Regions from separate parts of the Gossypium hirsutum genome. Here region 2 is linked to region 1. The links are chromatin contacts, called in public Hi-C maps. All regions are on one chromosome and are shown on one strand. The core of a region is the stretch at or near the end of the contact, and the rest is flanking DNA. Distances in the headings are between cores, read along the strand shown.

The links. Hi-C and Micro-C count contacts between places; a contact is called where the count stands out from the background.
Region 2: a contact with region 1 is called in a Hi-C map of leaf, with 3 times the contacts expected there. The contact joins two enhancer-like sites. A contact is called at or near these places in 2 of 34 Hi-C or Micro-C datasets (both in leaf).

Annotation. Positions count from the first base shown.
Region 1 is chrA01:9,713,494-9,720,446 of Gossypium_hirsutum_v2.1, reverse strand. It overlaps the pseudogene LOC107918225. Among protein-coding and RNA genes, the nearest start is that of LOC121208054, 19 kb to the left of the region's middle. Within about 2 kb of position 4,431, at least 8 of the 9 cell types and tissues checked have an H3K27ac peak or open chromatin away from gene starts, as enhancers often do. A contact at or near this core is called in leaf, where this site is marked.
Region 2 is chrA01:9,918,380-9,925,430 of Gossypium_hirsutum_v2.1, reverse strand. No RefSeq gene overlaps it. Among protein-coding and RNA genes, the nearest start is that of LOC107916991, 11 kb to the left of the region's middle. Within about 2 kb of position 4,985, at least 7 of the 9 cell types and tissues checked have an H3K27ac peak or open chromatin away from gene starts, as enhancers often do. A contact at or near this core is called in leaf, where this site is marked.

The DNA.
Region 1 (6,953 bases), core at 3,182-5,681:
GATTGGGCCACAAAATAGGGATCGAATGGATGGTACCTAACACAAGGACAAGTGTAGGCTTCTGCATAAACCTGGAACAATTACCAAAATTGATTAGGTCATAAACAATGAACAAAGTTGTCACCTTACATGTATTCATTAAACATTCTATATGCAACAAATCTAGCTTACCAGTATTCTAGAAGTTCAACAATGTTACCGTTTTCACCAAGACAACAAAAATAGCATCTTAGCTGACTAAGCCACATTTGGTGTTAAACTTCATCCTAATATCCTATCAAGGTTGTCTTGAATTGCAATATCCATACGAAAAGGATCAACTGAAAAGATATGATTGGGACATATCCATATCAAAGGGCTAAAGAGAGACATTTGTTACATCCCCTTCTATATTTGAAAGGGAAATAGAAGTGACAAGAGTTATTGAAGTACATGACTTTAGTCCAAGGGAACATCAATCTTACACAGGAAAATAGTATTCTGAAATAGCTGATTGATTATGCATCTTTTCGTTTCCATACAAAAAAGAAACACTTTTGTGCATGCATGTGTGCTTTAATGACACGACTCATATCAAACTCCAAAGTCATGCAAATTGGACCCGACTTAAGTGGATGTAACATAAGAGGCAGTATTCAAATAACTCTCTCAAGAATTGTCAACTTGAACAGAAAAGATAGGTGCCAAGTCTACAAACAAACTAATGGCTCATTTATAAACCTCTGTAGCATAGAGGCACCAAGATAAAGTTTGGCCTAAATTTCCTACACAGATAAGCCATGGAATTCTTTCTTTTTACTCGATTTAGATGTGTACCAAACCCCAAATTATAGTCCTGACTAAGGACGCTTTTGTGATTTCTGCCAAGAAATTATTAACACAGAATGTTCAAATCAAAGCATTATGACCTATGAAGCTAACCTACAAGGGGTATATAGGTTACAGCAAAGCATAGCAGATACAATGGCTATTAGCTAGCCCACCTTGACTGAGTCAGCAAGAACTTTTACTGTTCTCCTCGAAGCATTGATCAATAACAGAAACAATGCAATTTGAGGCATGAAAGCAAGGGAATGGGTTAAAGGAATTATGTAATACAAATATAGATTCAAACAATAATTCCTAAAAATATGATTCAATTACTTGACCACACAGTAACAGTGAAGATTTATCCTCACTTGTTCTAGTAATACTTCAAAAGATTGTAAACAATTTTGCACTTACAGCTTATTAAGGTTCAAAAACATTATTATTTTACAATTACATAATGGTAGAGACTTATGTCATGACTCAACACTTGCTACATACAGTTTTAATTCGACACAAAAAATAAAAATCAATTGTGAGAAGAAACAAAGGTTTAATACGGAAATTTTGTGTTTCAATTCCTTGCAAGTAATCTATTCAACTATCTAGTCATTTTAATTTGTAATTTTCTTTATCACCGTGATAGGAGGCCATGCTCAGGAAGAAGTATAGCAAAAGGTAATATATTTAGGTTGGAAGATAGCCATAAACTAACTTTATGACAGAACAAAAGAAAAAGAGGAGGCAATATGAGGTGGAAATAGCTCTACCATAAAAATCTCAGCGATGGAGACTAAATGATGTAGAAATATGTCTCTAACCTCATTAGACAGTGGAACCTGTCTAGAGATGTCCCAGACAATAATGGAATTTTCACTGATGTTACTCCCGGAAACATCACTGGAAGATACAAATTGCTTCCCATCAGTGGAGAATTCAACATCAAGAATTGGACCCAGACCTCGAATGTATTCATGGACCACCTTGCCAGTTCTAACATCCCACAATCTGAGTCTGCCCTTCGACCCCCCAGAAAGGAATAGGTTTGAGTCATCTGGATGGAATTTTATAACTCCAACAACTTGATCATCTCTAAAAATCAGAGATTCAAGACCCTTTTCAACATCAATCAACCTTGATGAACAGTCATATCCACAAGAAAGTACAAATGGTCCCTGCTGTGACCATTTAACATCTTTCACAGCTGCATTATGAAAGCTAAACACACGAGCTTTTTTCTGACCTCTGCTCCATACATTCCATATGCAGATTGTTTGATCCATCCCCGCAGAAGCAAGTAGATGAACTGTAAACTAGATCATAAACAGTTAAAATGGCACTCAGAAGACCGGACCAATAAATATAATGCACTAAAACAACAAAGGTAAAAAGTCGATGGTTTTAGAAAAACAATAGCACACCATGAGTCGGTGACCAATGAACAGCATTAACAGCTTTTGCATGCCCATGCAGAGCTACAGAAAGCTTTCCAGGAATTTGACTTAGCTGTGTACGGCCCTTTGGTTTATGCCGCATCAATGAAAGAACATCATGTGGTAGATCCAGTTCTGAAATGCTTCCAAGAACTGAGAACAAGAGATTTACTGTATCAGCAGGAAAAATGACACAAGTTCTTATGATTATAGTAAAAGTTAATCTTGACACAAGTGAACAGCTTATGAGTACAACGACGTAGCATAAACCTTATTGTTATTAACACTACTCAATAAAAGTATCATAAATAATAAGGAACAAACAAGATTCACGAATACATTTGTTATGGTGAATACTTTTATGAACGGGTGAGACTTCGTTCTACAAATAGAGGAAACATCCAATTTTTAACAATAAGCTTGTCAAATATTTGGACAGATTCTGTCAACAATCGGGCTTATACATTTATTCGATCTGGCCCTTTGATTAGACGCAAAAAACACTGAAGGATACAGATTTGACTGGTATAACCATCAGACAGGAGCACATCATCAGAACAAACCATGTTAAAATTTTCTTTCTATCATTTGAGGGCTCATATCCATTTGCTTTTTGCTTCCCTGACCCTGTTTGAAGTTCCAACCCAATAATTGTGTACACAAAGGAAACACAAGCAATTCTAAAACAAGCTGTAGAGTACATGAGTAAGATATTATCATATTAATGCCAAAAAAAAGAGTTAGTCAAATTTTGCCATTAGTCCCGTGTACTAAACTGCAAATTTAGTCACTATACTCTAATTTGATCATTTTTAGTCCTTGTACTTTTCGAATTTTGAAACTGTAGCCCTTGTACTTTTCAAATTTTGAAATTTCAACTTTAGTCACTATGTTAAATTTTGTTGTTTCCGAAATTTTATGCAATAAACAATTATCACACGGAAATTCAATGTCAACTTACTATTTCCATATAATAGTCACAAAAATGCCACCTCATTTTAGTCAATGAATTTAACGACTACAAGTAGCCTGAGTCATGACTTAAAATTTCAAAATCCCAAAAAAATGGTTTCTAGAAATGATTGACTCAAAGCACAAAAACTAAATCACAAAAACTAAATCACAACTAACGCATGTAGAATTTGACCTAACGAATTTAATTGTTACCGATTATGCCAGAAAAAAATACTATAAAAATGACTAAATCCACAACTTAGCAGAATCTGAACAAAAGACTTCAATACACAATGTAGAGGAAAGAAAATGGGCTCAGTGAAATAGGCAACAGTAAAAAAAATGGCACTAATCTTTGAATGAGATAAGATCATTGAACTATACAAGGAATATTAAATACTCAAATAGAGTGCAAGGCAATTGAGTCTCGGCTCCAGCCGCCTCCTTGCCAAAAGGTAGTATCAACAACAACAACAAAAAAAAATTTACATGAACATTTTCTTCCTACCGAGTCACCAATTCAATCCAAAATTTCTCTACTCAATTGAAAACACAAATTAAATTAAGTTTCTAATTTTAAACATTGATTATCTCATCAATGACAAGACTACCCATTTCCTCTTTTCACTTGGTTTTCAAAAAAATAATAATCAAAAACTGCAACTTTAAACCAAAAAAAAAAAGCCGCTAAAATTGGGGAAATAAAAGAAAAAGGCAAAAGCAACAAGTACCTGATTGATTGATGACATGATGATCCCGGTGAATCGGGTTCGGTTCATGAGCCTGGGAAACCGCACCAGCAAGTGCTCGTTCCCTTTTCGATATGTACCTGCCGGGAAGCGGAGCTTCTTCTCTCTTTTGAAGATCCAATGTGGGAAATAGGTATTCGGGTTTGGGCCGTTTGGAAGGGCGGAAAGGGAGGTGGTGATGGTTTACAGGTTTGGGTTCAGGGTCGGGTTCGGGTTCGGGTTCATCGTCTGAAGTGTTGGAGTAGGCTTTGAAAAGAAGATCCATGGCTGAACGGAAAAGCTATTTTTCTTTTTCGGCCGCCTTTTTCAGTTTTTTTCTCCGAAAGGGCAAATTGGGTGTTGCAAAATGGCCATATAATTTGTATGCCATTAATCAAAGCCCATTGTATAGGAAAAATGGGGCTATTATTTAACCACTACAGGCCCATGATCTTAAAAATATGGACCCAAGTGCCTACAAAATTCATAAATACAACCATTCTTGGGGCCTAAAATGGACCTAAGGGTGGTGAACCATGCCCATGGCTTTGACAAATGGGGTTTTTATTTAACCATTATAAGCCACTGCCCCAATGAAAGATGCTTTATAACATTCATAAATGGGCTTATATTTGTAACCATTGCTACAAGAGCCATTTCTTTATTTTTTTATATTTGAATGTAAAGGTGATAAATTAATATATTTGGTAATATTTAGTTAATCGCATAACTTATTTTTAACAAAGAGAAAGAAAATATTTTTCCTATTTTGAAGAGGTTTTATTCATTTTTCTAATTTCAAATCTAAAATTGTATTAACTATTGTTTATTTTATGTCTAGTTATTGTAAGGGTTAATATTTGATACACTTGGAGTATATTTTTTTTATTCTACAAGTAATTTTAAAAATTACCATGTCTCTTTTTTTTTAATATTTTGTAATACTTCTATATGACACTTTTTACCCTCTTAACCCTGTAAAATCTAAAAATTATACCAAAAATTATATAAAACTTGTTATATGTGTTACCAGAAGAAATATAAATATTTTATTTTTGGATATTATATAAAACTTGCAGCCTATTATTTAATATTGGTTAAATTTTTTTATATAAATTAAAATTGAGTAATATATATTAATGTGCTAGTGAAGTGGAGAAAAACCAAAGATACTCCCCTCTTTAAGGTTTTTCCTTTACTAAATATACTTTTTTTTTAATAAAAATACTTGTTACAAATCATAATAAGATATAAAGGGTATTTTGAAATTTCAAAATTGGGGTGATGTTGTTACGACACTCTTTTTTTTTCTTTTTTTTAAAATATATATAGGTTGTACTATTGTAATAAAATATGGATCTGAACAGAAAAACTGGTGATGGGCCCTAAACAGCAATAATGACTATAAGAGAATAAAGGGATGTAGGAAGTAGGTCCGACCAATCCTTCCTCTTCATATTTCCATCATCAACCCCTTCAAAAATATATTTTAAAAAAATTAAATAAATTGGACCTTACTTTTCCAGGCACCCCCCAGGGTCCTACTCTTCAAAATCATAAACAACTTTAATCAAAATTTTATTTTCAGACTAATTATATACTAACCCTTTTCTTTTATGTATATAAAGAATAAAGAATAAAGAATAAAACTTTATAACTATTGCTATTATTGATGCAAAAATGAGGTCATGCTGTCAAGTCTTTGGCCTAGAAATTGAACCATGTGCCCTAACCCCCACACACTCAAACCTTCTAGGACTGTATATTCTTCTTAACAATTTTTTGCAGCAGCTGACAGCCAAATTATGGTACTTCATAGGAGTTTTGATAAGATATATCATATTTTGTCTTCCAATGGGAAAAAGGGTTATCAATAGTGGTTTAGAAGAGACAAGTCCTAATTATTCAATCAAATGCTCATTCCAATTACATGTTAAAAATAAGAAGCGGTTTCAGGTGGGGCTAAAGTCTGACTCATGCATTTTATTAATATGACTGACTCGAAATATTAGTTTTAAATTTTATTTAAATTTATTAATATTTATAGAAAAAACTAACTAAAATCAGTTTAGATGCATCAATATTTAAAAAAAAATATATAATGACGTTTAATTATATATGTTTTAATAACATTATATATATTTCTTTTATTAATTTTCTAAACATTAAAAAAATAATATTTTTTAATATTTACATTACAATACTATATATTTAATTTTTATATAATATGGAATATAAAATATATAAAATTTTAATAATCTTAAAAATTGATCAAATCAAGCACGAGCTATGAATATTTAAGTCTAAGTTCATATTATATCATAAGTATGCTTAATTTTTTTTTTCCATTATTCGGATGGACTTTCAAGTTTAAATGTATAATTTTGAAAGGAAAGATAACTTTCCTTACGAAACTTTCGTTATTAGGTTAGCCATACACTTCACATGTTTCTAGCGATTCACATGGCATCATCAAATGATACAAGTCTTGGATAAGAATCTACAACGCACTAGAACGCCCTTGTTGACGATCCTTTACTCCGACAGCATCTAGGGTTCCTCGAACAATGTGATATCTCACACCGGGTAAATCCTTAACCCTTCCCCCTCTTACTAAGACTACAGAATGTTCTTGTGAATTATGGCCGAATTTTGAATAGGTGTATATCTATCTAAAGTTTAATGATTAATTTGTGATGAAACAATAATATTGGCAATAATGAATTATATATGGAAAAAGAAATGTAAGCAATGGAATGTTGTTATGGTGTGTGTGTGTTTTTTTAAAAAGAAAAAAAGGATTTTAGGTGAAAGCTAAGTATTCTCCAAAATATTTATAACCTCAAAGAAAGCAAAGAGAAAAAGAGAAATTATAATAGAAACCGACCAAATAAAGGGGGGGAGTGAAAAACAAAAAGGATAAGAAGACAAGCAATGAAACAGCATTCAACCCAAGTATTTCAAATATTGTAGGATTATATAGGAAGGGGGTTTTGTGAAAGGTGGGGACCAATGTAATTGACTAAAACAA
Region 2 (7,051 bases), core at 3,736-6,235, 200 kb before region 1:
TGGATGAGTCAAGATCAAATCTCGCAAATTCTTTCAAGGGATACATTTGTTATCTCCTTTTTGCTGAATCCGAGCAGTGACCCAAGGCTCGCTCATCCCAGAAATGCCCATCAGTTTCTTCACGAAAACCTGATTACTAAAAACCCAAACCTGAATCTTTGGACACCTAAGCAGCGTAGTGTATTACTCCATGGTAGGTACCAAATCCACTTCTCGAAAAGTGAAACACTTGTACGCAGAATTTCAAAACTGCACCAAGGCTCGGAACAAATGCTTATCTACTCTAATGTCTAGCAGGTAGGATATGTCACCATAGTTTTGGTAAAACAACTGCTTGATCCCTTCATCCCAACTAGCCCAAATGTCTCTTAACTCTTGCAGCTCATTCTGTACTACATTGACGCGAGTGAAATCCTGCAGCTCCGACACATGCCCTTCTGCCAAGATATCCCCTCTCTCTGATTGTAGCCTCTCTGACCATGCACGAACGACCGCATTATCCTCGATTTTACTAAGAAATTCATTCTCCATGTCAAATTTTCTAACTTAGTAATTGAATACAGATTAACGCCTCCTTTAGTATGCAATGTCATGCAAAAAAGATAATCAAAACAAACCACCGGTTAGTATCAAATAATAGCAATAGAATGCAAGCACATAACGCATATACGGGTAAGTACTAAGGCTCAACGAGGCTCCACCCAAGGATAGCTCCTAAGGTTCACTATATGTGGTTTAGTCTAGGAAGAGGGGTACCCGAACCAGCAGATTCCTCAATCCTCACCAATTATAGACTTATATAGATCGAGTTCGGTTCGGGGGGATACATTTCTCTATGACCATGCGGAGATGAAAATCTCACGAAATCATAGGTACGGATGTACCCCGGAAGCAATCCACTAGCCCATGCAAAGGTGAAAACCTCACGAAAGCGTAGCTTCTTACTCCCATTTAGAAGGTGTGACCATAGTGGTCATGCAATGAAATACAGTGCTATTCTACAAAACCCGCACCAAAACAATCATACAATCAAATGCAATCGAAAGATACATGATTTTTTTAAAAGGCATTTTCGGTTTTTGACAAAAGGACAGTAAATAATCGATTCTTATGGCTCGACTCTCAAGTTCATCCCCAGCGGAGTCACCAAGCTGTCGAAACCATCCTTCGATTTTAAAAATTTTAAATTTAATAAAAAAAGGGGAATCGACTTTTTGGAAAATAGAAATATGGAGTCGCCACCGATCCTTTTGTTTTGGTGCGATCAGATCACCTAAGAATTTGGTTATTTTAATAAAACATTTTAGTTTTCTAAAACAACGATTTTGGTCAACGAACTTTTGTGAAAATGGGTTCGGGAGTCGATTACGTATGAGGAAGGATTAACACCCTCACTACGCCCAAAATTGGTACCGAATCGATTAAATACTGTCCTTGTGTCTAAAATTTAAATATGTTTTTGAAATGTGGTTCTTTTTTTAGTAACCCGAGTTGATTACCAAAAATCTTCTTATTTCGACGTCCGAAAATTTATGATTCAAAAATCACAAAAGGATGCTAAACTATTTAGTCCAACGAAAAATCGAAACCCAGCACAGTAGGGCACGATTCCTCAAATTTCCAAACATTGACCATTGCCTTACCTTATAAAATACGTGTGAAATTTCGAGGAGATATTTGATTATTTTGGACAAATAAGAAAGCGCAACCCAACACGATAGGGCTCGATTCTCAAATCGCCAAACATCGAACATCACTTTCATTTTGAAAGATTTTAGGAAATGTGAGTGAAATTCCAAAGGGATGTTCAATTGTTTCGAACCAATGAAAAAGCGTAACCCAGCACGATAGGGCACGATTCTCAAATCGCGAAATATTGAACATCGTCTTCGTTTTTAAGTTTTTTTTATAAACATGAATGAGAATGTAAAAGAATGTTCGATCGTTTTGAGCAAACAAGAAATCACAACCCAGCACAATAGGGCATGATTCTCGAATTGTCAAACGCCAAATATTGCCTTCGTTTTAAATTATTTTTAGAAGATATGAAAGGAAATTTTGAAGGGATACTCGATTACTTTGAGCAAACGCGAAATTGCAACCCAACACGTTAGGGCAAGATTCCGCGAATTGCTAAATATCGAATCTCGTCTTTGTTTTGAAGAATTTTAAAAGACATGAGTGAAATTTTGAAGTGATATTCGATTATTTCGAGCAAACACGATATTGCAACCCAACACGTTAGGGCACGATTCCGCGAATTGCCAAACATCAAATCTCATCTTCGTTTCGAAGAATTTTTGAATGATTATAAAGCTAGCTTAAGACGTATTAACTCGATTTGAAATAAGACGAAATTAATCATAAAATTTGGGTTTTATAGAACCACATTTCAAAAATTAAGTGAAACGATGATATAGGGTAAAAGGCACGTATGATGGTACGATGCTTGATGGATAATAATATTAATCGACTAGCAGAATATGCAATTAAATATAATTAATCTAAAGATCATAATCAAATCTCAATCGCTTACGAAGAACAATTAACAAATTATTAAGACGAATACCATGCAATGATTATATATATTCATGCCATAAGATATAAAGAAAACAACAAGATATGCGTGAAGCAAATGAAATGTAGAAATCAAAATGGTATAAGATTAATAAGCTAGATATATATATAGGTTGACAAGCTTAAAAAAATAGGGATATGTGTATATATTTTGAAATGGATATTAAAGAATGGAAATTTGAATCAAGTTGCAAGTAAAAAAATTTAAACACAAACATATTTTAAAGTTGACAAACTACATGACGATTTTAAATAATATGTCTAATATAAAAAGGAATAATGAAGACATATGGCGAAAATATAATACACAAAGTATGTTCATAAAACATATGTACATATAGATAGCTTTAAAAATAATTATTAGATTAATAAAAAACTTTAACTTAGTCTAAAAAGTATATACATGCGTTTATATCAAAACGTTTAAATAAGGGACTATATAAAACACAAAGTAATTTAATACAAAGGAACATCCAAAAATAATAATTTTGTGATTGCAAAAAAAAAATGAGGTTTCTAAAATTTTTCCATATACATACATAAAGAAAATACTTGATAACTCATATCGCAAAAATGTTGTAAGTAGGAAAACCTATTAAAGTAATAATATCAATATGTATATATAACTTTTGAAAATAATTACATGTAAAATTACATAGAAAAGATAATATTCATAGGGCTAAATTAATTTTATAATAAATTAAACAATAGATTAAAAAAAACACGCTTTTGTGTAAAGAAAATGTAAATGTAAAATGTATAGGTTTAGAAATATATATATATATATATATATATATAATATGTATACTAATATAAATAAGCATAAAAATAATTTAAACATTACGTAAAATATATGTACAAAACGTGTTAGAATAATAAAAATATATATTCCAAAATACATGAACAGAGCCAAGAATTATTATATACATGCAAATACATTAACTTTTTTATAACAATATGTATATGTATAATAACATAAAAGAAATAAATATTTAAAGAGTGCGAAATACGGTCATAATATTAAAACAAAAACGAATCTACAAGAATGAAGAAGCAATTATCAAGATTAATTAAAATGCACAAATAAAATAAAATAAAAAGAGGTATAAGATGAAAGGACTCGATTAAAATTAAAGTAAAATACATGGGGTAATTAAAAAATAAAATAGTAATGATAAAAGGACGAACATCCAACGTGCAAAAACATCTAGGGACTAAAACTGGTAATATACGGAAAAAAACAGCCTGGGAACTAAGTTTCTTGGGTTTCTATTTAGCAGCCGAATCACCATTATTTTGGTGACCATCTGCATGCAAAAAGCACCCGTTTTCCCCGTTGAAGACACTTGAACAAGTTTTAAAAGGGTTTAGTAAGTATCTTTCTCCTCTCCTTCTTTGTTTGAATGAAATGCTCGAATCTCACGTTATTATTTTTTTAAAAAAAAATGGAAACAGATTTGTAAAGTAAATACTGCTACTTGACCTCTCGCCATTATATCCGCATAGCAGAAATATTTATGGCTTTCATCGGTTTTTAGTTGTATGCATTAACAATGAGTAAACTAAGAAGAAAATAAAAAAATCGGAAAGAAAAGTATGAAATCACCTCTGCTCTTTGCATTCAATATGTGTATCCTCCTCTTTTACAACTGATTCGCAGCTTCGCTTTTATAGCCGAAGAGAAAAAAGAAAAAGGAAAAATAAATTCCAAATACAATTTTCGTTCCCTTCTATTTGCTGTTCTGCCATTTTTGTTTGTATTTGCTGCTGTGTTTGTCCTTCTTGCAGGTACGGGATGCGTTGGCATCGTACGGAGACTGTGCTGGCGTACGAGGGCTATTGACGTGGTTGCTGGAGGCGTTGTACGGTGCCTGGAGGTTGCGGGGGCTGCTATGGCACAAGTGGAAAGCTGCTAGGGTTTCTCGATTTAGACATTGGGCTTATTGGGCCTATTTTTGGGTCATGGTTAATGGGCCATTATATTTGGTTTAGGTTTTAAATTTGGGTCATGTAATTTGGACTGTGGAATATTGTAATAATTTGGACTGTAATGGGGCATTAAATTTTTATTTGGGTTTTACACTTATTGTTGTTTTTTGGTTTATTTATTTGGTATCTATTTGGGTCGGGCAAATTTGGCCCACTACAGTTATCACACAATGTCATGAGGTGAATGATCCCTAATAAATCCATTTTTTATTTCCCATATATTTTTATTGGCCAAATTACTTGACCATTCTTCAATATATTTTTACATTAATTTCATAAATATTCATATTTTTATATTACTGATCAAAAGGCTCTTAAGAACATAATTGATTAAACCATTCAGACTCTAGAACAACACTACCTTTATAAATTGGTGGGGTATGTTGTTGAAGTACTTTACCGTCCTTGAAAGCAAAATTCAATAGTGGATGTTTTGTCTCGTGTCTCCATTGGTTGTTTTCTTACGCTTTTAGTGCTAACTTATAGTCACCTTGATGAGTTTCGACAATTAAACAAGTCTAATTGTTGAAAAAGCATTACACTATTAAAAAAAAACTCATATTCAAATCCACAAGATAACATTATTAAAAAAGATATCCTCAAATTCCAAAAAATAAATTTCCATGAATCATAAAATAAACATTAATGATATTTTAATCCCTAAATAAACTTTTTTGCCCCATAACTTGATCGTTTAGGGAGATTTTTTTTGTTTGTTTGACTTTCATGGATAGTGATAATTTACCCAAAAGAACAGTGAGGTGTTTAACCTTGAATGGGATAATTTCAGTTGCTTTTTTCGATTAACAAATGGGTGGTGATAATGGGCGGTTGTCTGGTAGAGAAGGGTCTTTATCAACTTACTGTTCATGTAGTCTTGTATCTCAAGTGCCTCAAAATTGGGGGTACTGTGTAATAAGTCAATTCTCTACACTAACATATTGTCGAAGAATATAGAATAATTAGTACTGTTGTATGTGGAGCATTGGCCAGCAAATTAAGGGAGCTATCCCCAATTATTGTGTCACTGCCCTAAACTCGCATTTTGAGGAAAAGAATTCAGGATTATATTTTAGTTAATTCGAAGCATGTTAAGTATATATCAAACTTACAATCAGTTTTTGGGGTGGAAAGAGATATAATCTTAACAAATCGTTTAAAGCCTCTGCTTTGCACTTTAGGTTTAGAAAGTTGATGTACAATACCTTAGATTATAGATTCTCGACTTTAACGTGCATATATATATATATATATATACACGTAAATTTGAATAAATTGAATTTCTATAATTATTTTATATTTTGACGATTTAGCATAACTTTTGGAAAGTAGAATAGAAACATAGTTTTGAAAAAAGAGGTTAAGATTATTTTTTGAAAAAAAAGAGATTTAAGATTTCAAATCTTTAGTATTGTGTTAAAAAAGTGTAGTAAAAATTTATATAGTTCATTTTCAATAAGGTGTTGTAGTAAAAGAATAAGTTAATTTAAATGATATTTAAATTTATTAATATTATGTATATGAAATATAAATTTTAAATAATTTTAAGTAATTAATATAAATTATTTATAAATTTAAGTAAAATATATAAATTGTATTTTAAATATTAAAATTAATATAAAAATAATCTTATAAATTAATAAAAAACAATTATAAGTTATTGAATAACTGTGTCAAATGCAAAGTAACTTTCTTTCTCCTGCTTTATTAATAACAATAATATTATTGTTATTATTATTACCAACATGACATTTTAGTATTATTTTAATATAAACAAATATTTAACTAGATGACAATAAAATATAAGAATGATTTATGATAGTCCATTAATATTTATGAAATACACATTTTAAATTCTTAAATTGGTACAAACTATTTGTAAAATTTATTTTGAATATATGAATTATATTTACAATTTATAATTTATATAAATTAGAGATATAATTATAATTTGGCACCCAATTGGCTTTTGAAAGTCAAAATTTAGAATTTTTAATTTTTTTATTTGACTTGAAAAATTAGTTTGAAAAGCTAAATTGATTTAAAAAGTTAAACTGTTTAACATTGGTTAGGACTCAAAAAGCTACTTATTTTAAAAAAAGTTATTTAAGAAGAAATTTTAAATAAAGTCTTATACTACATATAATTAAATAATATAGTGAAAGAGTTTTTATACATCATTTAATGAAATAATATCTATTTACATTATTATTGAATATTTTAAAGATATATGTAAATGAATAAATAAAGGGAAAATAATTGGTACATCGATTGAGTTTTTAAATCCCCAAAAATAGGGTTAAGATCATGATAAGTATCCAACAAATGATAAAATTTTTAAAAATAAATATATGAAAAATAGAATCCTGATAATTTTTTAACTCTTATTGTAAAGTTAAAAGAATCTAATGCAAATGCATTAAATACTCAGTCATCAATAAAAGATACAAGGCATAAAGAAATCTCAAGTTCACAAGAGCTCAAC